4 separate regions of the Pan troglodytes genome follow, and all the other regions are linked to region 1. Evidence: chromatin contacts called from public Hi-C and HiChIP or PLAC-seq data. All regions are on one chromosome and are shown on one strand. Each heading gives the region's core, a stretch centred on a gene start, on an enhancer-like site or on the middle of the called end of the contact. The rest is flanking DNA. Distances are from core to core; before and after follow the strand shown. Region 1 holds the start of SIPA1L2 (signal induced proliferation associated 1 like 2). Region 2 holds the start of DISC1 (DISC1 scaffold protein). Region 3 overlaps DISC1 (DISC1 scaffold protein). Region 4 overlaps LOC104004784 (a long non-coding RNA gene).

What was found. A called contact is a pair of places that touch in the nucleus more often than the background predicts. HiChIP or PLAC-seq counts read pairs in DNA pulled down with a chosen protein or histone mark.
Region 2: an H3K4me3 HiChIP or PLAC-seq map of stem cell-derived excitatory neurons shows a contact between it and region 1, with 7 times the contacts expected there. The contact joins the promoter of DISC1 here to the promoter of SIPA1L2 in region 1. A contact is called at or near these places in 1 of 7 Hi-C or Micro-C datasets (stem cell-derived neural progenitor cells) and 1 of 1 datasets of contacts at active chromatin or transcription factors (stem cell-derived excitatory neurons).
Region 3: a contact with region 1 is called in a Hi-C map of stem cell-derived neural progenitor cells, with 4 times the contacts expected there. The contact joins the enhancer-like site here to the promoter of SIPA1L2 in region 1. A contact is called at or near these places in 1 of 7 Hi-C or Micro-C datasets (stem cell-derived neural progenitor cells) and 1 of 1 datasets of contacts at active chromatin or transcription factors (stem cell-derived excitatory neurons).
Region 4: a contact with region 1 is called in a Hi-C map of stem cell-derived neural progenitor cells, with 4 times the contacts expected there. The contact joins the enhancer-like site here to the promoter of SIPA1L2 in region 1. A contact is called at or near these places in 1 of 7 Hi-C or Micro-C datasets (stem cell-derived neural progenitor cells) and 1 of 1 datasets of contacts at active chromatin or transcription factors (stem cell-derived excitatory neurons).

The regions. Positions count from the first base shown.
Region 1 is chr1:16,555,764-16,561,342 of NHGRI_mPanTro3-v2.0_pri, forward strand. It overlaps SIPA1L2 (signal induced proliferation associated 1 like 2), which reads left to right and starts at 3,222. Exons shown (of 21, transcript XM_063790534.1): 1 at 3,222-3,299.
Region 2 is chr1:17,555,324-17,560,902 of NHGRI_mPanTro3-v2.0_pri, forward strand. DISC1 (DISC1 scaffold protein) reads right to left here and starts at 2,124. Exons shown (of 13, transcript XM_001151459.7): 1 at 1,642-2,124. The coding sequence starts at 1,708.
Region 3 is chr1:17,257,423-17,263,001 of NHGRI_mPanTro3-v2.0_pri, forward strand. All of the region lies in intron 9 of DISC1 (DISC1 scaffold protein), which reads right to left. Among named protein-coding and RNA genes, the nearest start is that of DISC1, 300 kb to the right of the region's middle. Within about 2 kb of position 2,124, at least 7 of the 24 cell types and tissues checked have an H3K27ac peak or open chromatin away from gene starts, as enhancers often do. A contact at or near this core is called in stem cell-derived excitatory neurons and stem cell-derived neural progenitor cells, where this site is marked.
Region 4 is chr1:17,132,155-17,137,733 of NHGRI_mPanTro3-v2.0_pri, forward strand. It overlaps LOC104004784 (a long non-coding RNA gene), which reads right to left. Exons shown (of 4, transcript XR_001713321.4): 1 at 101-5,579. Among named protein-coding and RNA genes, the nearest start is that of DISC1, 420 kb to the right of the region's middle. Within about 2 kb of position 2,052, at least 2 of the 24 cell types and tissues checked have an H3K27ac peak or open chromatin away from gene starts, as enhancers often do. A contact at or near this core is called in stem cell-derived neural progenitor cells, where this site is marked.

The DNA of each region.
Region 1 (5,579 bases), core at 1,972-4,471:
AGCTCTTTTTACACTTAGAGAAAAATAGGTAAGACTGATGTTGGAATTATTTCAGGCGTGGATGTGCTGGATGAAAACTGTAAAAAGAATTAGGCCGGGCGCGGTGGCTCACGCCTGTAATCCCAGCACTTTGGGAGGCCAACATGGGTGGATCACTTGAGGTCAGGAGTTCCAGACCAGCCTGGCCAACGTGTCGAAACCCCATGTCTACTAAAAATAGAAAAATTAGCAGGGTTTGATGGTGTGTGCCTGCAATCCCAGCTACTTGGGAGGCTGAGGCAGGAGAATCACTGGCACCTGGGAGGTGGAGCCAAGATCATGCCACCACACTCCAGCCTCGGTGACAGAGCGACTCCATCCCCTGCCAAAAAAAGAAAAAAGAAAAAAAAAAGAATTAATCCCTTTAGTTTGTTTCTTTGGGAACCCCTAGAACACGATGCAATTCACAGAAGAAAGAAGAATTTTGAGGGATAGAAAGTGAGGCTTGGGCAACAAGGGGAGGGAAAATCTTGGCCTGGGGGAAGGCGAAAGTGATAAGTTCACACTAGCCTTTAGGCAAATACAATTTTATAATTCACCATTGATGTTTGTCTTTAAAATTTCAGCAAAATGTATAGCTTTAACATAGAATGATTTTCAGTAAGATGTCCTGAGGCAAAAAGGATGCAGTGATATCTTCATAGGTGCTGCAATTCCACCGTCTGTGCTAAGTTTCAGGCTGTTTGCCTAAAAAGGCAACAAACAAGAGGGCTGCTGCTAGGAAGACCAGCAAGGAAGGACACACACATTAAATCTAATACTATTTCTGGAATATTTTATTTGGTGAAGAAGGTTCAGAATCATTCCTGAGATGTGTCTCTTGAGGATCTCTTGTGGTCGGCCGTGAGGTGGACACCTTGTGGGTTTTGCTCTCGCCTGTACGTATCACCATTGTTCTGCACAGCAAAGGGGCTCACTCAGGACCTGTTTGTTGAAAGCAGGAACATTCCGATGAAGGCCAGCCTCATGTGACGTGGAGTTCTGGGAAAGTAAGAAACTCCCACGGACCTTCATAAATGTACACAAATATTTACTCTGCACAATCAATTACAGGCATTAAAAAAAAATACTGCCAACCTTGGTAGTGGGGCTTAGGATATTTCAATTTTAGTTTGGAAAGCACAAGAAGTGGGATGGGAAGGTGAGAGAGTGAGAATTGTGGCTAACACCGTCATCGAAGAGTGTCTGGCCAGACTTCCTTCCATATATGATCATTATGTATTGGATATTAAGGAACACATCAAAGGGGTGGGTTCCTCTTCATCTATTAGACAGTGTACATTTGTAGCTGCAGCAGTTAAGACCCACCTCAATGACAACCCACTGACCCAGGATCTGCTCCGGACTGTAGTGGATTTGTGCCTTAGGGATCAAAATGCTGGAGGAGATGTGGTTCTTCTCCTCAAGGCCCTTATAGACAATGAAACACGCAATAAGGTGAAATGTGATCATGTCCTCCCTAGGCACTCCCAGGAAAAGTTCCTTCACGGCTGCTCCTCCTGCAGGGTTTTGTTGAGTACACAGGAGATAATGTTGATACCTCTTGTAGAGTATCTACAACGTATGAGGATACACCTGTGAGTTGGTGAGCTCTTGAAAAGCCGAGCCTTATGTCCTGTGCATTTTATATTCCCAGCACCTAGCATGGTCTGGAACATCAGAGGATCTCCATAAATCTGTTTTTGTTTTTGTTTTGTTTTGTTTTTTGAGACGGAGTCTCACTCTGTCACCCAGGCTGGCGTGCAGTGGCATGATCCCGGCTCACTGCGAGCTCCACATCCCGGGTTCACACCATCCTCTTGCCTCAGCCACCCGAGTAGCTGGGACTACAGGCGCCTGCCACCACAGGCGCCTGCCACCACGCCCGGCTATTTTTTGTATTTTTAGTAGAGACTGGGTTTCACCGTGTTAGCCAGGAAGATCCTGATCTCCTGACCTTGTGATCCTCCCGCCTCAGCCTCCCAAAGTGCTGGGATTACAGGCTTGAGCCACCGCGCCCGGCTTCATAAATGTTTGTTAAATGAATACATGACAATCTTGTAAATGCTGATAATGGGGTGACAATTGGGAAACTCATCAAAACCTGGAGTGCTCAGGAATTGTATTATGTCACAGGATTGCTTCTTGACCTGTTTAGTTATACCTAATCCCACAGATTATACCTATAATTTAAAAAGATACGAAAGATTGTATAATGTGTACATGCTTCAGATCACAGAGAAATATAGTGTGGGAAGGACCGCCTCTATTTACCTTTTAACAGGGCTGTGTTCTAGGAAGTGTTTGTGATAGGGAAGTAGAGAGAACACTTTTTCTTCAGGAAGAAGTCTGACTCTAGAAGGGGAGAAACTGAAAGCCCCAATCCAGTCTCAGGGAACCCAGCTCAAAACTCTGACAAAAAAGCCTGCTCAGGAAATTCTACGGTGTGGCTGGAAGGTAAGTTAGAGGCTGCCTCCACCTGCTTTATTATTCCTGCGTATAGATGACTGTTGCTGTCCATTTAGGCAGAGTCAATTCCAGTCTAGCTTAAAAGATTCTTCTGAGACCCTTTAATCTTTCAGCATCTAATTCAAATGTCAAGCAATTTACAATAATAGTTTCAAATAATGCTTCCTCACAGGTGAGTCAACATTTCTAAGAAAGCAGAAAAGTTGGGTATAAAAAGTTCAATTCTTCCTCGTCAGAAAAAAGATGCAAGACATTTCTACCGTGGGCTGAGCGCTGCCTGGAGGGCAGGGAGGAAGGGGTGAGCGGACCGCGCTGGGATGTGGGTGCCTGGAACTGCCAATCTCTCCGTTTTCCCCCTGGCTCCTAAAGGTCTCTTAGCAGCATTTCCTGCACGCTGGCACCCCCTGTCCTCCTAACGTTTTACTGCCTGCGTGTTTCTCTGTGCTTCCCCACCCTCCGACCCACAGGGCCCGGGGCGCCCTCCGGGGGCCGGCACACAGCAGGGTCTCGCTTCCTCGCGCTGTCTTCTTCAGATGGGATCACTTCGACTTGCGGCCGTTTGGGCGTTCGCGGGGCCTCGGCGATTCTGTGGCGTCCTGGGCTGTGTATGTAGCCCCAACGGCCGAGGCTCACGGATCCGACCGCCCGGCCGCCGCGTCTGTCCCAAGTTGGGAGACGGGAGGGCCGGGTGGGGTCGCGCCTGCGCCAGGGGGCGGCTCAGAACCAGACTCGCGGTTTTTAACTTATTCCTCAGAGGGGCGAAAGCGAGTCCCGACAAGGACGGCGACGGCTCTCTAGAAGCCGGGGTCCAGGTAGGCTGCCCGGCCCTCGAGCTCGCCCAGCGCGGCTCATGATGCGCCCCGCAGCCCCCTCCCCAAGAAGGGCGTCCGGGCCCCTCCTGGACGCGCAGCTCCCGCGCGCCGCGGGGCCTGGGAACAGCGCACCGGCTGCGCCCGGAGCCGGGCGGACGGTGAGACTGACGGCGTCCGCGCCCAATCGTGGGGCGGGGCCGAGGGGGCCTGCAGGCAGCTACCAATGGGAGCCCGCAGAGCGGGCGGGGGGCGGTGCCGCTGGGCGGGCGGGCGGTGGCATCGGGAGCCGGCGCGGCAGACTGGGAGCCCGGGAGGAGCTGGCGGAGCGAGAGGAGGAGGAGGACGGAGGAGGAGCACCGCGCCCCCGCCGGCCGCCCGAGCGCAGGCCGAGAGCTCCAGCCGCAGCCGGCGGGTCCGGGCCGCCTCCGCCGGAGCCCGGCGCGGGGAGAGTCCGGGCCGATGGGCAGCCCGGGGCAACGGCGGGCGGCGAGGCGGCAGCCCGGGTACGCGCCGCCCGGGGCGCACAGGCTGTAGCAGGTCCCGGCGGACGGCGTTGCGAAGGTTCGTGTCGGGGAATCCGACGGGCAGCGTGGCGAGGGTCGGTTCGGGATGCCTGCGGCCAGGCGGGGACTGTCCCGAAGGGGAAGGGGATGCCCTTCGGGGCGCTTTGGGGGGCTGACGGCGGCGAGGGGTGCGAGGGGCGCGGCGCAGGGTCCGGCTTGTAGACGCAGATGCGCCCGCGCTCCCGATCCCCGGCTGGAAGAGGAGCCGCCGCCGCCTGTTCTCTCCAAGTTATCGATCGGCTGAAAGGTTATTCCCGTCTCGGCGACACAGGCACTGAGGAGGATCTCCTCCAGGTGCCCAGAACTCCGCTCTGACTAACGCTCTCTGGAAGGGCTCGCGGTTGCCCGACGCAGCTTCCCCGGCGCGCTTGGCCGGCTGACGCCGAACTTGCTGCGGGGCTCATTCCCCTTCTAGAGGGGGTGCGCCCGGAGCGCGCGCCCTCACCGGGACGGATCCCTCTTTGTAAGACCGTGAGCCTCCGGCGAGCGCTCTTCTCACTCGCCGCGACCTTTCTTCCCACTTTGCCAGCTCCTGGGCCTCTCCGGGTCTTCCCGTGTCAGTGAGGGTAGTTTGCCCACGTCCTGGGAATATCCCTAGGAACACCTACAGATTAATTTTCAGCCGTGCAGCAAACCCAAAGAATCAATTTCGGCTCATCATCTGCAAGAGAGAGCCGAGGCTTCTCGGAAAGAGAGAACAACTTGGCATTACCCCTGTGGGAGATATTTGTCATCATTAACCTGCTTGAGTTAAATTAATTCAGCCCAAGATGACTCTGGCCTGAGTATTAGAAAAAATCAAGTGCATTGGTTACGCAATTGTGCTCACCAAAACATGATTTTGGTCAAAACAAAATTGTAGACATTTTGGATTTTGGTTAGATTGAGACTGGGTTTTGACAAGGATGGCTTTTTTAAAAAAAAACAAGGAAAAAAACCCTCAAAGAATCTTGGTGATTCTCATGTCTTTGCCCAGTAAGTTCAAAATAGTCGCACAGATTTTTCTTTTCTTTGCCTCTTTTGTCTGCAGTCTCCATTCTAAACGTTAACACTAGATGGCTTTCTTATGACAGACATTTAGTAAACTGCCCATTTGAGTTGCGTTTGTGTGCAGCCTAGGTTGTAATTTTTCTAGTGTTACAATTAGTAATTGAAGAAAAAAGATCTCCCAAACTGTTGCTTTTTATTACTTTCCTAGAAAACCTACACATACCGATATTTTTGCGGATATTGAGAGGTGGCCTATTATTTTTGGCATTCCCAAAGTTGAATTTCAAGAGACAACTTGGTTACTGTATTTAGTTACATCATTTAAGAATGCCTGTTTCATGTTTGGACTTATTTAAAGAATTCAGAGTTCTGTTAGTTTTGTCATTCTGTTTAGACAATATTTCCAGTTAAAAGATGTTTACCGCTTGATTGAATTTCACTGCTTGATTCAGAGTTATAAGAGAGTATTATTCATGAGAAAAATGCAGTCTTTCTTAAGTTTTGGGTATAAATCACATTGATTCTTCCTAAAAGATTCCATTGATCCATTTTGGGAAGAGATGCAGTTAAAGTATCTGCATGATTCATACCAGGGATTGTGTTAGGGACATCTCCCCAGAGGATGTTTGATTTTTTCATTTCTAAGCACAAGCTCTTTTATGACAAGCACAGTAGCCCGTAGTTTCAGCAGTAACAGCAGCAGCAGCAGCAGCAGGCTCCCAGTTAT
Region 2 (5,579 bases), core at 874-3,373, 1.0 Mb after region 1:
GACCCTGAACCTCAGCTTTGTCATAGGGAAATGAGGACTGTAATCCCAGTCCCATAAAGATGCGGGGAGGATTTCATCAAAGGAATTCATAATAAAATGTCTGGCACATTGTAAGTTCTAAAAACCTGCAGATGTTACCATTCCCTCCTAGTACTATCATGTCTTATACGTGCATAGTGACTCATACTCCACAAGGTGCTTTCAGATCTTTTGCCTCATTTAATCCTCAGGCAATGCGATCAGTACAAAAGGCAGTAATTACTACCCCCATTTTTGTTTAATCTTTTTTGTAAACAGATGAGAAAACAGGCTCAAAGTCAAAGAGCCCGAAAAGCGGGTGTCTTGTCCACGGCTCTTTTTGCTCTGTGGCACAGAACTGAACCTCAGAGGACTTCATGTACCATGCCGAGCACAGGAGAACTACATGTGTTTTTAAATGCCCTATTATTCCTGCATTAATCAAATCAAACTGGTATTCTCACATTACTCCCAATTATTTAGATTTTGCCTAGGAAAAATAGCAACTAAGGTTTTTTGAGAGTGCACTGGGTATTTCAGGCATTGGGCGAGGTGCTTCACTTCCACCATCACAGTTAAACTGCATAACAACCCTATGAAGCAGGTACTGTCATAGTCTCCTGCATGTCCAGGATTGACATGCAGGCAGACTGTCTCCAAACCCCAGTTCCTATGCTCCTAGTGCTGTCCAATTCAAATTTGTCCAGTTGATAACACTTTGCAAATTGATTTCCCATACAACAAACCTAACGACACATGGAGGCCAGGCTATGAGTGTTCTCTTTTACATTTCAGGAGACTGAGGCTCTGAGAGGTTAAGCGACTGACCCAACCCTGTCCTCACCCAGCAAGAACACAAGGCAGCACTCCCTAACTCCAAATCTCACTGTCTTTGGAAAACCTCACATTTTAAGAGTGAGAAGGTAGAAGTCCTGTCATTGTTGAAAAACAACCATCCACAATCATCACTAAGAGTTGACAGCGAGACCCGCGCTCCAGGCGGTGGAAACCGAGCAGTCTCCGGTTTGGGCCGTCCCCGTTACTGTAGCCAAGTAGGAAGTGGGCGGTGACACTGATTTCAGAGCAGCCCCTAGGGAAGGCACAGGCACCGGTTCCTGGTCCCGCTCCCAGCCTCCTCCCTCCAGGTCCCCGAAGGGGTGGAACCCGAGATCCAGCTGGGTCTTGGGGTTAAGGCGGGCGGGACGTCGCCTGTCCCGAGGGGGCGCAGGCTGGGGCGCACCGCAACGACAGTGCAGGCGGCGCAGGTGTCCCAGGACGGATCCAAACCCCAAGCACGCCCCTGCAACCTTTCCCGGTCACCTGGACACGCAGCGGGGGCGCGGGTCAGACTCCTACAGTTTCGCAAACTGCGGGTCCCGGGGATCGCTGCACAGTCCTGGGTCAGGGACCTGGCCCGGCTCGGCGCTGGTGCCGGGCTGGCAGCCCAAGACTCGCTCTTCTCTCAACCTCGCACGCCTCGCGTCCTGCCTCAGTTTCCCTCACCTCGAAAGGGGTTGTTAACAGAGGCATGCCCTGACCTACACGACTTTCTGGGGGCCAGAGCGCGCCCTCCTTGCCAGGACCCCCCCAGGACGTGCTAGGACTCTGTGGCAGCTCCCCTACCTGCGCGGTGGCTCACGCCGCCGCCGCCGGCGGCGGCTGGGGCGCCCTGAGGACCCCCGCCTGGCATGCGCCCCGCTGCCAGCTCCTCCCGCTCCGCCTGGGCTGCCTCCTGCTCGTTCCCCGAGGCCAGAGGCGGGGGGAAGGGAGCAGCGCGCTGGACGGGAAGTGGGGAGGGGGCTGGCGACGAAGGGGGCGGCTCCTTTCTTCTCCTCAGCGAGTCCGCTATTTCCTTTCCAGCATTGGCCCCTGACGCGCGCGCGCGCACACACACACACACACACACAGACACACACACACACGCTGCTGGAGCGGGCGGGGCCAGCGGCCCTCACAGCCTGTCTCCGGGATCTCAGGACCTCAGAAAGTTTGCTTTCACTCTGACTCATTTCTGGAAGAAACAAGAGGGGAAGTGCAGGAAGCCTCCAGGATGGGGTACAGGAGGGCGCCTTCCAGACGCGTGATTTAAGAAGTGACCACACAGTGATGGAGAAGATGGAGGGATGTGAGGGGCTCATTTATACAAAGTGGGGGCGGGGGGGCGGAGTGGGGATAACTGATGACCCTGGAAAGAGATGAGTGGGAGCAGATGTTTAGAAATGAGATAGGATTCCAACTTCTAGCATCTTCCAGCAGCTCCGGGCTGGTTCCAGGACACAGGCTGGTTCCAGGACACAGGAGTCCATGCAAGCTCCTAGGCAACTGACTCCCCCCTTCACCCCTTCTCTTTGGTTCATTCAAGGAAGCTACTGGAGCACCCCCTAGGTAGCACCTGCTATAGGACAATGGGTACAAGGAAGGGCTACACATGAGCTCTTTGCCCTTAAGCAGCTCACCTCCAGGCTAGAAGGACAGCACGTGCATAGAAAACGAAATCACAACATGAGATAGAATGTGCCATGTGCCAGAGGCTTGGCACAAAACCTCTTGCAATGGTTCAGGGATAGGAGGGAGAACTGTGAAGAAGGGTTGGGGAGACGTTCTGCAGGAATGGGAAGGATCTCCTTAGAACGAGAGGAGTTAGAACTAGAGGAAGGCTGAGGTCCTTCAAAAGCTGAAGATCTTAAGACTGAAAGCACACAGTTGTACTTAAAATCAGTGTGTTTGCCCGGCATGGTAGTGCACTCCTGTAGTCCCAGCTACTCGGCAGGCTTAGGTGGGAGGATTGCTTGAGTCCAGGAGTTCAAGGCTTCAGTGAGCTATGATGGGGCCACTGCACTCCAGCCCAGGTGACAGAGAGAGACCCCCACACCCCCACCACATCTCTAAAAATAAATAAATGTATGAATATCTAAGGCCGGGCACTTTGGGAGGCCAAGGTGGAAGTTCACTTGAGTCCAGAAGTTTGAGATCAGCCTGGGCAACATAATAAGAACCTCTTTTTTTTTTTTTTAACTTTTAAGTTCAGTTTGTTACATAGGTAAACTTGTGTCATGGGTGTTTGTTGTACAGAGTATTTTGTCACCCAGGTATTAAGCCTAGTGCTCATTAGTTGTTTTTCTTGATCCTCACCCTTCTCCTACCCTCCACCCTCCAAAAGGCACCAGTGTGTGCTGTTCCCCTCTATGCGTCCATGTGTTCTCATCATTTATCTCCCACTTATAAGTGAGAACATGCAGTGTTTGGTTTTCTGTTCTTGTGTTAGTTTGCTAAGGATAATGGCCTCCAGCTACATCCATGTCCCTGCAAAAGACATGATCTCATTCTTTTTTATGGCTGCATAGTATTCTATGGTATATATGTACCATATTTTTTTATCCAGCCTATCATTGATGGGCATTTAGATTGATTCCATATATTTGCCGTTGTGAATAGTGCTGCAGTGAACATGTGTGTGCATGTGTCTTTATAATAGAATTATTTATATTCCTTTGGGTGTATACCCAGTCATACGATTGTTGGGTCAAACAGTATTTCTGTCTTTAGGTCTTTGAGGAATCACCACACTGTCTTCCACAATAGCTGAACTAATTTACACTCCCACCAACAGTGTAAAAGTGTTCCTTTTTCTCCACAACTTCTCCAGCATCTGTTATTTTTTGACTTTTTAGTAATAGCCATTCTGACCGGTGTTAGATGGTATTTCATTGTGGTTTTGATTTGCATTTATCTGATAATCAGTGATGTTGAGCTTTTTTTATATGAATGTTGTCCACATATATGTCTTCTTTTGAAAAGTGTCTGTTCATGTCCCTTGCTCACTTTTTAATGGGGTTGTTTGGTTTTTTCTTGTAAATATAAGTTCCTTATAAGATGCTGGATATTAGATCTTTGTTAGATCACAGTTTGCAAAATTGTTTTCCCATTCTGTAGGCTGTCTGTTTACTCTGTTGATAGTTTCTTTTGCTGTTCAGAAGCTCTTTAGTTTAATTAGATCCCAGTTGTCAATTTTTGCTTTTGGCATCTTTGTCGTGAAATCTTTGCCCATGCCTATGTCCTGAATGGTATTGCCTAGGTTGTCTTGCAGGGATTTTATAGTTTTGGGTTTTACAATTAAGTCTTTAATACATCTTTAGTTAACTTTGTATAAACTGTAAGGTAGAGGTCCAGTTTCAATCTTCTGCATATGACTAGCCAGTTATCCCATCACCATTTAGGAAATTCTTTACCCATTGCTTGTCAAAACCCTTTCTATAAAGAAAAAAAAAATTAATTAGCCAGCACAGTGGCCTGTACCTGTAGTCCCAGCTATTTGGGAGGCTGAAGCAGGAGGATCACTCTAGCTCAGGAGGTCGAGGCTGCAGTGAGCAGTGATTGCACCACTTCCCTCCAGCCTAATAGAGTGAGACCAGGCTAATAGAGTGAGACCCTGCCTAAAGAGAGAGAGAAACAGGGAGAGAGAAGCTTCAAATCCTGCCTGAATTTTTAGCCTAGCAGCCTGCCCTTCAAATTTCAAACTTGCTAGACCTTAAAATCAAGTGAGCCAATTCCTTAAAATAAATCTTTCTCTTCTTTCTCTCTTTTGCCTCTTTCTCTATCTTTTTCTTCTCTTTCTCCTCTCTTTATCTCTCTCCGTTTCTCTCTTTCTCCTCTCTCTCTCTTCTGTCTTCTCTTTCTATCTATCTGTCTATCTATCTATCTGTCTTCCTGTCCTCCTCCCACTTGCTCACTCCTTTCTTTGGGTCCCCTTCATTAGTTTCTCCCCTTCTCCTCACCCCTTATCTTGGATCTCCCCAGAATTTAATCCATGGCTTGCTTCTCTGAGCATCCCTCATACTTGACCTTACTCATCCCTCTCATCCACTTCCAGGGTTTCAACCACCCCGATGCAACCTCAATCAGAATCCCTGACTGCAACCTCTCTCCCAAACTCCAGATTCATATTTCCAACTTACAGATTCTGCTGGGTTCTCCAAGTTAATATCACCAAAATTATTCTCATAGTCCTCTCTAGCACATTCCCAAAACTGCTGCCTTTCCTGTATTAAACTTTTCTTCAAGATAGCTTTACTCTCTTCTTGTCCTCCCAGCCAATCCTACATCCCTCCTCACCTTCGCCCTTTCATTCAGTCATTGGATCCTGTCCTTTCCACCTCAGAATTGTCTTTTGTATCCATTTCCTCCTGTCCATCCCTCACTAGCCCTAAATTAGACTGAGCTTCATTGTATTTCCAACTGCCCCCTCAACACCACCACTTGGTTGTCTAAGAATCCATTCAAACCAACCAAATTGAAAACCATTCCCATTCTTTTCCCCTCGATTCTGTACTTCTAATTGTGTTCCATACCTCCACCACTGGTCCTACCAACCATTTCATTAGCCCTGTGGCATAGTCTGGAAGGCATCATACTATGTGGTTAGGAGGATACACTCTGCACTCAGATAACGGCACTATATCCAAGCTCCACTACTTCTTAGCTGTGGACTTTGAGAAGTTATTTAACCCTCTGCTAAGTCTCAGTCTGCTCATCTGCAAAACAAAGGTAATGGTGGTACCATA
Region 3 (5,579 bases), core at 874-3,373, 700 kb after region 1:
TTGATCTGGCATTGTGAGTCTTCCTTTCCAGAATTTTGTATATTATACAAAATATTACACATGGATAACACACTAGTTTTTTTTTATGTAAACCCACTTTTGATAGGGTTTTGAACTGTAGACACTCTATTGATCCCAAAGGTATTAATTTGCTTATTCCATAATAAGCTTTCTGTTCTCTTAAGTCTATCCACAAGTGGGATATGTAGAAGAGCTTTTACTTTTTCACCAAGTTCATTTTCAGTACGTTAACTGAGAGCAACAATCTTGGGTTGAAAATATTCATAGAAATGGAATAACTAATTCTCTTCAGGAACACATAGTTCCATGCTGATAATCACCACAGTGGCAGTCAATTGCTAGCACTGAGTGTTTATTATGGGTGAGATATGGAATTAGTTGCCTAATGCTGCTATGACAAAGTATCGAAAACTGGGTGGCTTAAAACTACAGAAACTTACTCCGTCATTGTCCCAGCAGCCAGAAATCCAAAGTCAAGGTGTTAGTCCAGTGGGTTCCTTCTGAGGCTCTGAGGGAGAATCTTTTCCGTGCCTCTCTCCCAGCTTCTGGTGGTTGCCAGCAACCCTTAGCATGCCTTGGCTTGAGATGCCTCACTACCGTCTCTGCCTCCATCTTCATATGTCATTCCCCTCTGTGTGTCTGTGTCTCACATCTCCCCACTCCTTTCTCATAAAAAATACTAATCATTGGATTTCAGGGCCCATCCTAAATCAAGGATGATCTTATCTCAAGATCCATAAATCTGCAAAGATCTTATAATCCAAGAATGGTCACATTCACAGGTATCAGGGGTTAGGATTTGGACTTATCATTGGTGGGGATACAATTTACCCCATTACAGGCTTAATAGGAGGCATGTTACATGTGTTGTCACCGGTGGAGGGAAGCTCTGAGGTCATCTTGTCCCACAATTTCATGACCTGTGAACATCTGGGTAATATCCCTGGTAGCAGCCATTCAGCTGCACTTGACTCTCTGCAGTACAAGGGAACTCTGAATTCTGTGACAGAAGCCATTCCAGCCCCAGTCCACTCTAGTGGTTCTAAAACCTTCCTGAGTGCACAGCATCACCATGCAGGTGGTAGTTCTGTCATCATCGTCACCGTTTTTCAGATGAAGAAACGAAGGTTTGGAGTCAGATGTGACTTTCTAAGATCATGCAAGCAGTGAGCAAGCCTTGAAGTCCTGTGTTCGGGTTGGGGCCCGTATTTTTAACTGTATGCCATTCTGATTTAGCAAGAAGAGGATAGGGGAGCAGCCAAAAGTTTCCAGATGAATTCTTCAGTCCCTCAGTAGCACCATAAACACGAACCTCTAAGTGCAGAATCACCTTGCCACACCCAGTGCAATTTTGCCCTCACCTTATCCGTAAGACAAATGCTGGTGCTAGGTCAATAACTGGAACAAAAGAATCATTAAAAAAAAAAAAAAAAAAAAAAGGCCGGGCGCAGTGACTCACGCCTGTAATCCCAGCACTTTGGGAGGCCAAGGCAGGCAGATCACGAGGTCAGGAGATCGAGACCAGCCTGGCTAACATGGTGAAACCCCGTCTCTACTAAAAATACAAAAAATTAGCCAGGCATGGTGGCAGGCACCTGTAATCCCAGCTACTCAGGAGGCTGAGGCAGGAGAATGGCGTGAACCCGGGAGGTGGAGGTTGCAGTGAGCAGAGATCATGCCACTGCACTCCAGCCTGGGCGACAGAGTGAGACTCCATCTCAAAAAAAAAAAAAAATTGTTGCAAATGTCCGTATGTTGCAACATCATGGGCAGTAACTTCACTCTTCAGAATAGCCAGAGAACTCCTATCTCTAAAGGAGAATCAGGATTCTCAATATCACCGGATCTTTTCTTGCCTTGAATTGTTCACATGACCAGATTATCCTCATTTCACCTACACAGATATATTCACACCCACCCCCAACACACTCTGCTGAACATCGCACAAAGGCTTCAATAGATTTTCCAGGAGAAATATTTTTGTCCCGTAACTATGGCACTCATATGTGCCTTCTTTGACAAGAAAGCCCCTTCCACTTCCGGTTCCAACATAATGAACAAACACACAGCCTCCTTTGTATGTACAGCTGTTCGTGCTCGGCCACAAAGGGCCCAGGAGCAATACATGTGGACTGTCCTCCCAAGAACAGATGGGACCCGCAAAGGAGGCAGGCTTTACCCTGTGCCTTTCTTTTCCAGGATGCATTCCTTTGATTGATGGTTGCCTGTATTCACTGGGGAAAAAGTTCATCTTTTTCACTTTAGATGTATTTATATGACAAGCTCTTTAAATTCTGTGATTCAATCATTACTGAGCTTTCAGGGAAAACATAGAGATGTTGAAATAAGCGACCCTTAAGCCCATAATACAGAAGAGAACAAGTAAAGGAACACAGCAGGACTTGTCAAATGAATGCAAATGAATGCCCCGTTGTACAACTTCAGAAACCGAGCACATAGCCCCTAAGCTCCCATCACGCCTCCTCTGGTGGAAACAATTCTCTGGCCCAAAAATGAAGCTGTTCAGAAGCAGAATTCTTGTTTCTGGTTCTCAGGCTACTCCAGTTGGCACCATTCTATGCCATATACAAAGGCGCCACAGGAGGATCTTGAAAGCCACAGCGCTAACTTTCAGCATCTCCTCTGCATGATGGAACACATGGAATCACACACATCCTAACAAAAACCAAGTCTCAGCAGAGACGTGTTCTTGGGAATAAGCCCTAGGAAACAGCGTCAGCGTGCCTTGTACAGGGTGAGTCTGAAAGTGTGCAAGTGTTTGTGAGAGGTCTTTAGCGTGGAAGCCCATACCGGGTGAGGTAATATCCGCCTACGGCAATCAGTGACTAAGGATTCCTTTCTAGGCCCCAAGGCAGAATGTTGCAGAATAAAAAGAAAGAGAAGGCCAGTTTTTGAAACAAAATTTAAACTGGCAGCAGCCTCGAACACCTGGTAAATGGGTAAGCTGGAAGGGAGGGCACGGAGGGCAACAGGACAGGGCCCCAGGGAGCTCAAGTCCAAGATTTTACTACCTGCCAGGAGGGCTCAATGAAAACAGATTTCTTTTTTTTGTTGTTTTTTTGTTTTGTTTTGTTTTGTTTTTGAAACAGAGTCTTGCTCTGTTGCGTAGGCTGGAGTGCAGTGGCGTGATCTTGACTCACTGCAACCTCTGCCTCCCCAGTTCAAACGATTCTCCTGCCTCAGCCTCCAGAGTAGTTGGGATTACAGACGCATGCCACCACACCCAGCTAACTTTTTTTTTTTTTTTGTATTTTTAGTAGAGACGGGGTTTCACCATGTTAGCCAGGATGGTCTTAATGTCCTGACCTCATGATCTGCCCGCCTCGGCCTCCCAAAGTGCTGGGATTGCAGGCGTGAGCCACCACGCCTGGCTCAGACTTCTTTTTTGAATCAGTATAGGTATGTTAAAATCATTTTGGCTGTTTTAAATGTATAAATATTGCATTTTCTCAAGTTGGGAGTTTGTGGCTTTAGTTCTCAGTGCCACTCAATGATGTTTAGAGGTTGAATTTTCTAAGTGAGGTGAAAACACAGAAGGTGCTCTGAGGAGCGCCTGCTGGAGAGCATCCTTCCTTCCTGGGGGAGCTGGGCTCAAAAGGCCGTAAGGGTATCTCACCTGGAACCCAGAGGGAGGGTGCACTCACCAGGACGTGTCCCCCTCCAGCCCTCCAGGGTTATCCTGGCTGACCTGGAGGGCTGGGTGGGGTCACTCTCCTGCCTCAGTGATTCCCAAATGCATCACTGTGCACCCTGTGTTCCATCCAGAAGCACCACCCCACAGGCAGCCATCTAGCCAAGTGGTTAGGACAACTATTCCCACTGGAATCAGGATGTCCCAATGCCAAGCCCTGCTCTGCTGCTTGCCAGACATACCCCCTTGGATGAATGTACCTTATCTGTGCCTCGCATTCTTCATCTGTGAAAGGGAATAATGTTAGGACAAGCTTCGTGGGATCAGTGTGAGGATTAAATGCAACAATACAAGTAAAAACTGGAGACTAGTACCTGGAATACAGTAAGCAGTTCATACGTGTTAGCAACTATTGCTGTATTTCTGCCATGAAAACTGCTCTGCAGCTCGACATCTAAGACAAGGAGCATGTCTGTCAGATGCTAGATATTTCATAGCAGGAGCTGTAAGTGCAATATTTCCTTTACCTCTCATGGTGATTCCATGGAGAAGGCATTCATGCTATTCTTTAGTCACGGATGAGGAAACTGAGACTGAAGGTATGTGACTTGCCCAAAGTGCATGGCAGAATCAGGATTCACCCAAATTCCCAAGCCTCAGGGACAGTTTTAGGTGGCCGCATTCTATTAACCTCAATCATGTAGAAATTATCCACTAACTGGCTTTCTCTGAGTGATAGAAAAAGCAAAAAGGCAGATGGTGATCAAAGGGTAAAAAGTTTCAGTTATGCAAGATGAATAAATTCTGGAGATCTATTGCACAGCATGGTGACTCTATGTAATAACAATGTGTCATATACTTGAAAACTGCCCAAAGAGTAGATCTCAAGGGTTCTCATCACACTCCAAAAAAAAAAAAAAAAAGGTAACTAGTGAGGTGATAGACATGTTAGTTAGCTGGATTGTGGTAATCATTACACAACATATGCATACATCAAATCATCACATTGTATACTGTAAATAATTACAATTTTTATTTGTCCAGCATACCTCAATAAAGCTGGGGAGAGGAGCAGAAAGGGCAAATAGAAATAATTTGAAATAGGACACAAGTAGCCAGTGAGGATCCCAACTTGTTTCTCTAAGTTGACTTTTTGAAGAATCCAATCATAATTTCACATATTATAAATATATTCATAATATAAAAGTATGATATCATAAAATTATAATCATAATATGATTTGCTCTGTAAGTGCTGTAATAAGCGTGAATTTACCAGAATAAAATGGAAAAGAGGCAGGTCAAAAGGAAGGGTCAGTATCTCTATCACCCTTCCCAAACTGAGAACAAATTGAAGCTGACTGACAAATTTAGGGTATGTAGATGTTATGGTGCCCACATTTTTCCACGTGCTCTTCACTGTGCTGGAAGTCTTGGAAGTCATATGTAAGTTGCATGGGAAGGTATGACCACGGTCCTTGGAGCCCTGAGCCAGTGCCCAAGCAAAGAAAGCAGTCCAGCTGGCCGGGTGCAGTGGCTCACGCCTGTAATCCCAGCACTTTGGGAGGCCGAGGCGGGCAGATCACGAGGTCAGGAGATCGAGACTACCCTGGCCCACATGGTGAAACCCCGTCTCTACTAAAATACAAAAAAAAGAAAAAATTAGCCAGGCTTGGTGGCGCATGCCTGTAGTCCCAGCTACTTGGGAGGCTGAGGCAGGGGAATCGCTTGAACCCAGGAGGTGGAGGCTGCAGTGAGCCGAGATCACGCCACTGCACTCCAGCCTGGGTGACAGAGCAAGACTCCATCTCAAAAAAAAAAAAAAAATAGCAGTTCAGTCCTAGGGCAGTGGTTCTCAACCAGGTAGCATTACCCAATAAAATAAAACACAACTTGCCCAGTTAACT
Region 4 (5,579 bases), core at 802-3,301, 580 kb after region 1:
GAATCGACCAACACCTTCTTGTATTTCCATGAATTTTTCCTTAGGTCCAACAACACCAGACAAAAATCCAACATCACTGACATTTTAGGAAGGGACTTACCTTATTCACATTCCAGGTGGGTCTTCAGGCTTCCTAGACAACAAGGATAGATATATGAGAAATCAGACTGCAGCAAAAGTACTGGGTGTCTAGGTTGAAGACTGGAAGTGCTTAGAGGGAGAGAAAATAATGTAGAAAGAAGGAGGATCCTAAATATAAATGTTCAGGAAGTTGCAGCCTTGTCAAAGATGGACTTTGTTGCCAAGTACCAATTAAACAATTCACAAATTAACAGTGTGATGCTCATCAGCTCACACTGCTTTAAGGACTGCCTATGAGAATTCCATCATGTTAAACACGAGCTACTTCTGTTGATGTCTTCTTTCTGTGTCTATCTAAACAGTGAATAATAATAGAAGGAGAAAAGGATTAGCTTGAGCATTAGCTAAAAGTTGCTTTATTTTTATCACAAGACACCAAGAAAAGGGAAGAAAGATGTTTCTATTTCCTGTTAACATTACTTGGTTTGATATCTGGACTGAGGGAATCCAACGTATCCTCCTTTTGCGTAGTGATCCATAAGTTTAAGTCTTCTCACCCATAGAAGGGAGATATTAGTAAGTACCTTGGAGGGCTGTTGTTAGGATTAAGTTGATTTGTGCAAATCATTTGAAAGCTTACTGACCCTTGATCAAAACTCCTCCCAAAGGTGGTTAATTCTTGCTGCCTCCCATGACTGCCTCTCCTGTCCTGTGTCCACAGAGTCAGGCTTCAGTCCCACGTGTGCTGGAGCTGCTGGCAAGAACCTATTGCGGCATCTCTTCCCATTTTTGGGTTCAGTGATGTCATGTTGTTAGCTTGAAACCAGCTCTTTGGGAATATTTATTTCATGGAAATTGGCAAATGCTATAAATCAGGATTTTGTTTTTGTGTTTTGGAGAGCCAGATTACCAGCACCCTAACCCCTGCTTTGTCCCACTTTCCCACTGATTCTGCTCCTACCAAAGTCATTGATGACCTATGTTTAGCTGAGGTCAGTAGTCAGTACATTATCTCATCTTATTCAAGCTCCCTGAAGCATCTAACCTGGTCGATCACTGCTCTTTCTTTGAAGGTTTTCTTCTCTAGAACTCTACAAACCCACTTGGTTTTCCTCTTAACCTTGTCAATTGTGCCTTTTCAAGGTCATTTGTTGGATTTGCCTCCCCTACAGACTTCTAAATGTTAGAGTGGCCATAGCTGTGTTCATTGGCTTTCTCTCTCTGTTAAATACTCTTCTATCCTTATTTGGTCTTACATAGTTCTGTGACTTTAATCTATATATATAATCTATAAAACTCCCCAGATCTATTTATTTATTTATTTTTGAGACAGGTTCTTGCTCTGTCACTCAGCCTAGAGTACAGTGGCACAATCATAACTCACTGTGGTCTCAAACTTCCGGGGTCCAGTGATCCTCCCACTTCAACCTCCCAAGTAGCTGGGACTACAGGCATGCATCACCATGCCCAGGTATTTCCTTTTTTTTTTTTCTTTTCTATTATTATTATTTTTTTTTTTTTTAGAGACAGAATCTCGCTATGTTGCTCAGTCTGGTCTCAAATTTCTGGCTGCAAGCAGTTCTTTCATTTTGACCTGCAAAAGTGCTGGGGTTATAGGCGTGAGCCACCACGCCCAGCCGCAATTCAATTTAAACTCATACTGCCTACTCAGCATCTCTGTTTGCATGTCTAATCAATGTCTCACACTCAACATGGCCAAACTACAGATACTCCCCCTCACTCCCACCTGCCCCCCGCAACCTCTGCACAAGTATCTTCTCTTCACTAAAACCTTCTCCGTCTCAGCCAATAGTTTTACCATTTGCCCACTTCCTCAGGCCAAACACCTAGGGCTCTTACTTGATTGTCTTCCCACACACTCTTAACAAATGAGCATAATTTATGTGGGTAAAGACCAAGATTCAAGGCTATGGTTCACAGCTATGAACAAAGGTCCCTGTGAAAACAGATGGAAAGTTAGGAATGCAGAGTCATCCAGAGCAATTGAAAGGAGGTATTCGGCTTGGCGCGGTGATTCACGCCTGTAATCCCAGCCCTTTGGAAGGCTGAGGGAGATGGATAATGAGGTCAGGAGATCAAGGCCATCCTGGCTAACATGGTGAAACCCAGTCTCTACTAAAAATACAAAAAAAATTAGCTGGGCGTGGTGGCATGCACCTGTAGTCCCAGCTACTCAGGAGGCTGAGGCAGGAGAATCACTTCAACCAGGGAGGCAGAGGTTGAAGTGAGCCAAGATGGCACCACTGCACTCCAGCCTAGGTGACAAAGCAAGACTCTGTCTCAGAAAAAAAAAGAAAAAGAAAAACAGAAAGGAGGTATTCAAGATGAATCTGAAAGTATAGTTTGATGACAGATAATAATTGTTCTGTAATAAAACAAGTATTCTTTAGCCAATAGAAAAATCACTGGAGGTTTTTGAGCCTGATCTGATCATTGGTTTAGAAAGATAACTTTGGCCATGAATTTAGATGAACAGAAATTTAGAGACAGGGAAACCAATTAGAAACTTACCATGATTGCTCAAGTAAGAGAAGATAAGAATCTGAACTACAGAGTAGACAGAATGAGAGATAAAAACTTCAACTGCTAAAGGCACTAGGACTTGACTGATTGAATATGAGATGAGGAAGAAGAAACAAAAGGTAATCGAGAGGGTTCCAGTTAGTATCTCCTGGAAAACGGAAATGCCGAGAACCAAGGTAAGGAACAGATGAATGGTAGGCAGATTGTGAGGAAAAAAAAACAAAAATGAGGTTGGTTTTAGACATAATGTGCTTGAGACGTCTATGAGGCAGTGAGATGGAACAGAGACTCCTCTTAGGGGCCTGCTGGGCATGCCCCACCAAGCTTGGAAATAAAGGAAAATCTTGAGTTCCTTCATGGGAAATTCAAGGCACCTTATCCTTGAGAAGTAAGTGAGCAACCTGAGAAATAAGAAGGTAGTAGTAGCTTAAAACAATCGCCAAGAAAGTTAGTCGCAAAATATTTGGTTCCCTATAGAAACTAAAAATAGCATCTTAACATGTCCTTGAGTTGTTTTTCAGAAACCTGGACCCCCACCACATGAAAGATGTGGCCGGCTGGCACAGAGACTTCAGATGAGGGAAACTGGGTTCTTCCTGAGGGGCCTGGAGGAGGTTACACCCAGGAGCCAGACCTAACGCATCTTCCTACTGACCCCAAATTTTTAAACAAAGCTTTTCTTCCTTAACCAATTGCAATTCATAAAATAGTTAAATCCACCGTCTAACTGCTAACATTACTGCAGGCCACCTACTCATGTACCTAATTGGAAGCGCCACACTAGCAATATCAACTATTAATCTCCCCTTAGCCTGTGGATCCCTACTTTGAGGTATCCTTTCTTTTTAGGTCAAACCAATGTATACCCTCCATATATTGATTTACAACTTTGCTCACAATCTCTGCCTCCCTGTCCTTAAAAATTCTTATTCATGGCCGGGTGCGGTGGCTCACGTCTGTAATCCCAGCACTTTGGGAGGCTGAGGCAGGTGGATCATGAGATCAGGAGTTCGAGACCAGCCTGGCCAACATGGTGAAACCCCATCTCTGCTAAAAATACAAAAATTAGCCTGGCGTGGTGGTGGGTGCCTGTAATCCCAGCTACTTGGGAGGCTGAGGCAGGAGAATCACTTGAACCTGGGAACTGGAGGTTGCAGTGAGCCGAGATCACACCACTGAACTCCACAGCCTGGGCAACAAGAGCAAAACTCTGTCAAAAAAACAAACAAACAAACAAACAAACAAACAAAAAACTCTTATTCATAAGCCATCTGGGAGTTGGAGTCTTAAGCATGAGCTATCTGATTCTCCTCACCTGATGTTCTGCAATAAATGCCTCATGTTGTCTCCCTGCAAATCCCAATGTCAGTGTTTGACTTTGCTGCCCCAGGTGGTTCAGTTCAGTAACAGTCGTGATGGAAATGTCCAGCAGAATCAAAGCTCAGAAAAGAGGGCATAACTGGAGAATGATTAGAGGGTACGGAACCATACACAACTTTGAATTTGGGGTTCAATTCAGTACCTAACATGTGGTGAGTGTCCAATCAATATTGTCAATGAATATTATATCTTTGGGAATAATCACTGTGGGGATGTTGTAAAACGTGTTAAAGCAGATTAAATTGCCCATGAGAGAAGAGATCTAGGACAGAGACTTGGAGTATCCATCTTTTAAGCACAAGAAAGAGTAATCATGCAGAAAGATGGATGTAGGATAAGACTATTGGGAATGGAGTGTCACGGAACCCAAGAGAGAAAGGAGGTTCAATAAGGAAGAGATTAGTTTCCACACTGCACCCTTCTACTAAAATGTAGAATGGAATGAGGGCAGATAAAATGCTGTTGGATTTGGCAGATCATGTGTGAAAAGAATTTTAATGAAGTGGTGGGAACAGAAACCATACCATGGAGGCTATGGAGTGAGTATGTGATGCAAGAGCCCAATGGTGCAGTCATGCCTGAGAGTACTGGGTCCTTGTGAAATATCACAGATGTCTCCATAGTCAAGTTTCATAGTTCTGTGGTAGTGGTATAGACAATAATGAATCTTTCAGCCCTTCTATCCACGCATATAACCCTCTTGTCATGGGCATGTGGAAAATGCCCATCATGACAGTTGTGTCCAGCTGTCTGTCACGTTTCAAAACCAAACCATACATTTTACCGCAATAACTTTGTGTGGCTGACATGGGGGCATCACATGTCTGCCTCAGGCAATGTCTGGGGAAGAAAGCTTTCATTCTGACTGCCTTTGTTAATGTTTTTCGTAATTTGGAAAGTCTTTCAGTAATTCAAGAAAATCCTTTCCTTCCTCTACAGGAGAGAGGGATCTCATTATGACTGAGAAAAAAATATCAAGGAAGAGTGAGTCATATTTTCTTGATAGCAAAACAAAGTGACAAATAGGGTGTAGGCAGGTTGAGAGCGATTATAGCAATCTTCTTAGTGGCTAAGAAGATTTCCCATGACCATCATGAATGAATAATGGTTCTACAAGGAAGAGATTTAACAAGAGAGGGAAAGGGGGAGTAGGGAGAGGGTGGGGCTGGGGAGAGCACCTAAATGATTTAATGTTGGTCCCTACCCTCCCCCACTGAATCAGTTTTTAATTCCCCATGTGGCTACTCAAATTAATCTCCCCCAGTGACACTTGCTTGAGATCAATCCTTCCCCTGCCAGGGCCATTTTTCACATGTATCTCTTAGCTTGGGGGTTTCTAGACCACAGAGTCAGTAAATTTGACCCCAAGCCTGTCTGAGAGAAGGCTATCAATTCTTAGGGCAGACTTTTTTCTCCTCCCAAACCTAAAATTTGGGCTGAGATTTTACTAAGGTTGAAACCTTATGGAAGGAAAGGGTGCCCTGCCTGCCTTTGGAACTTTGTACTGGATACCTGGCATAGGGCTGACTCTGAGGACAAGGACCAGGCCTAAGACCCCGACGCTGCCTTGCCCC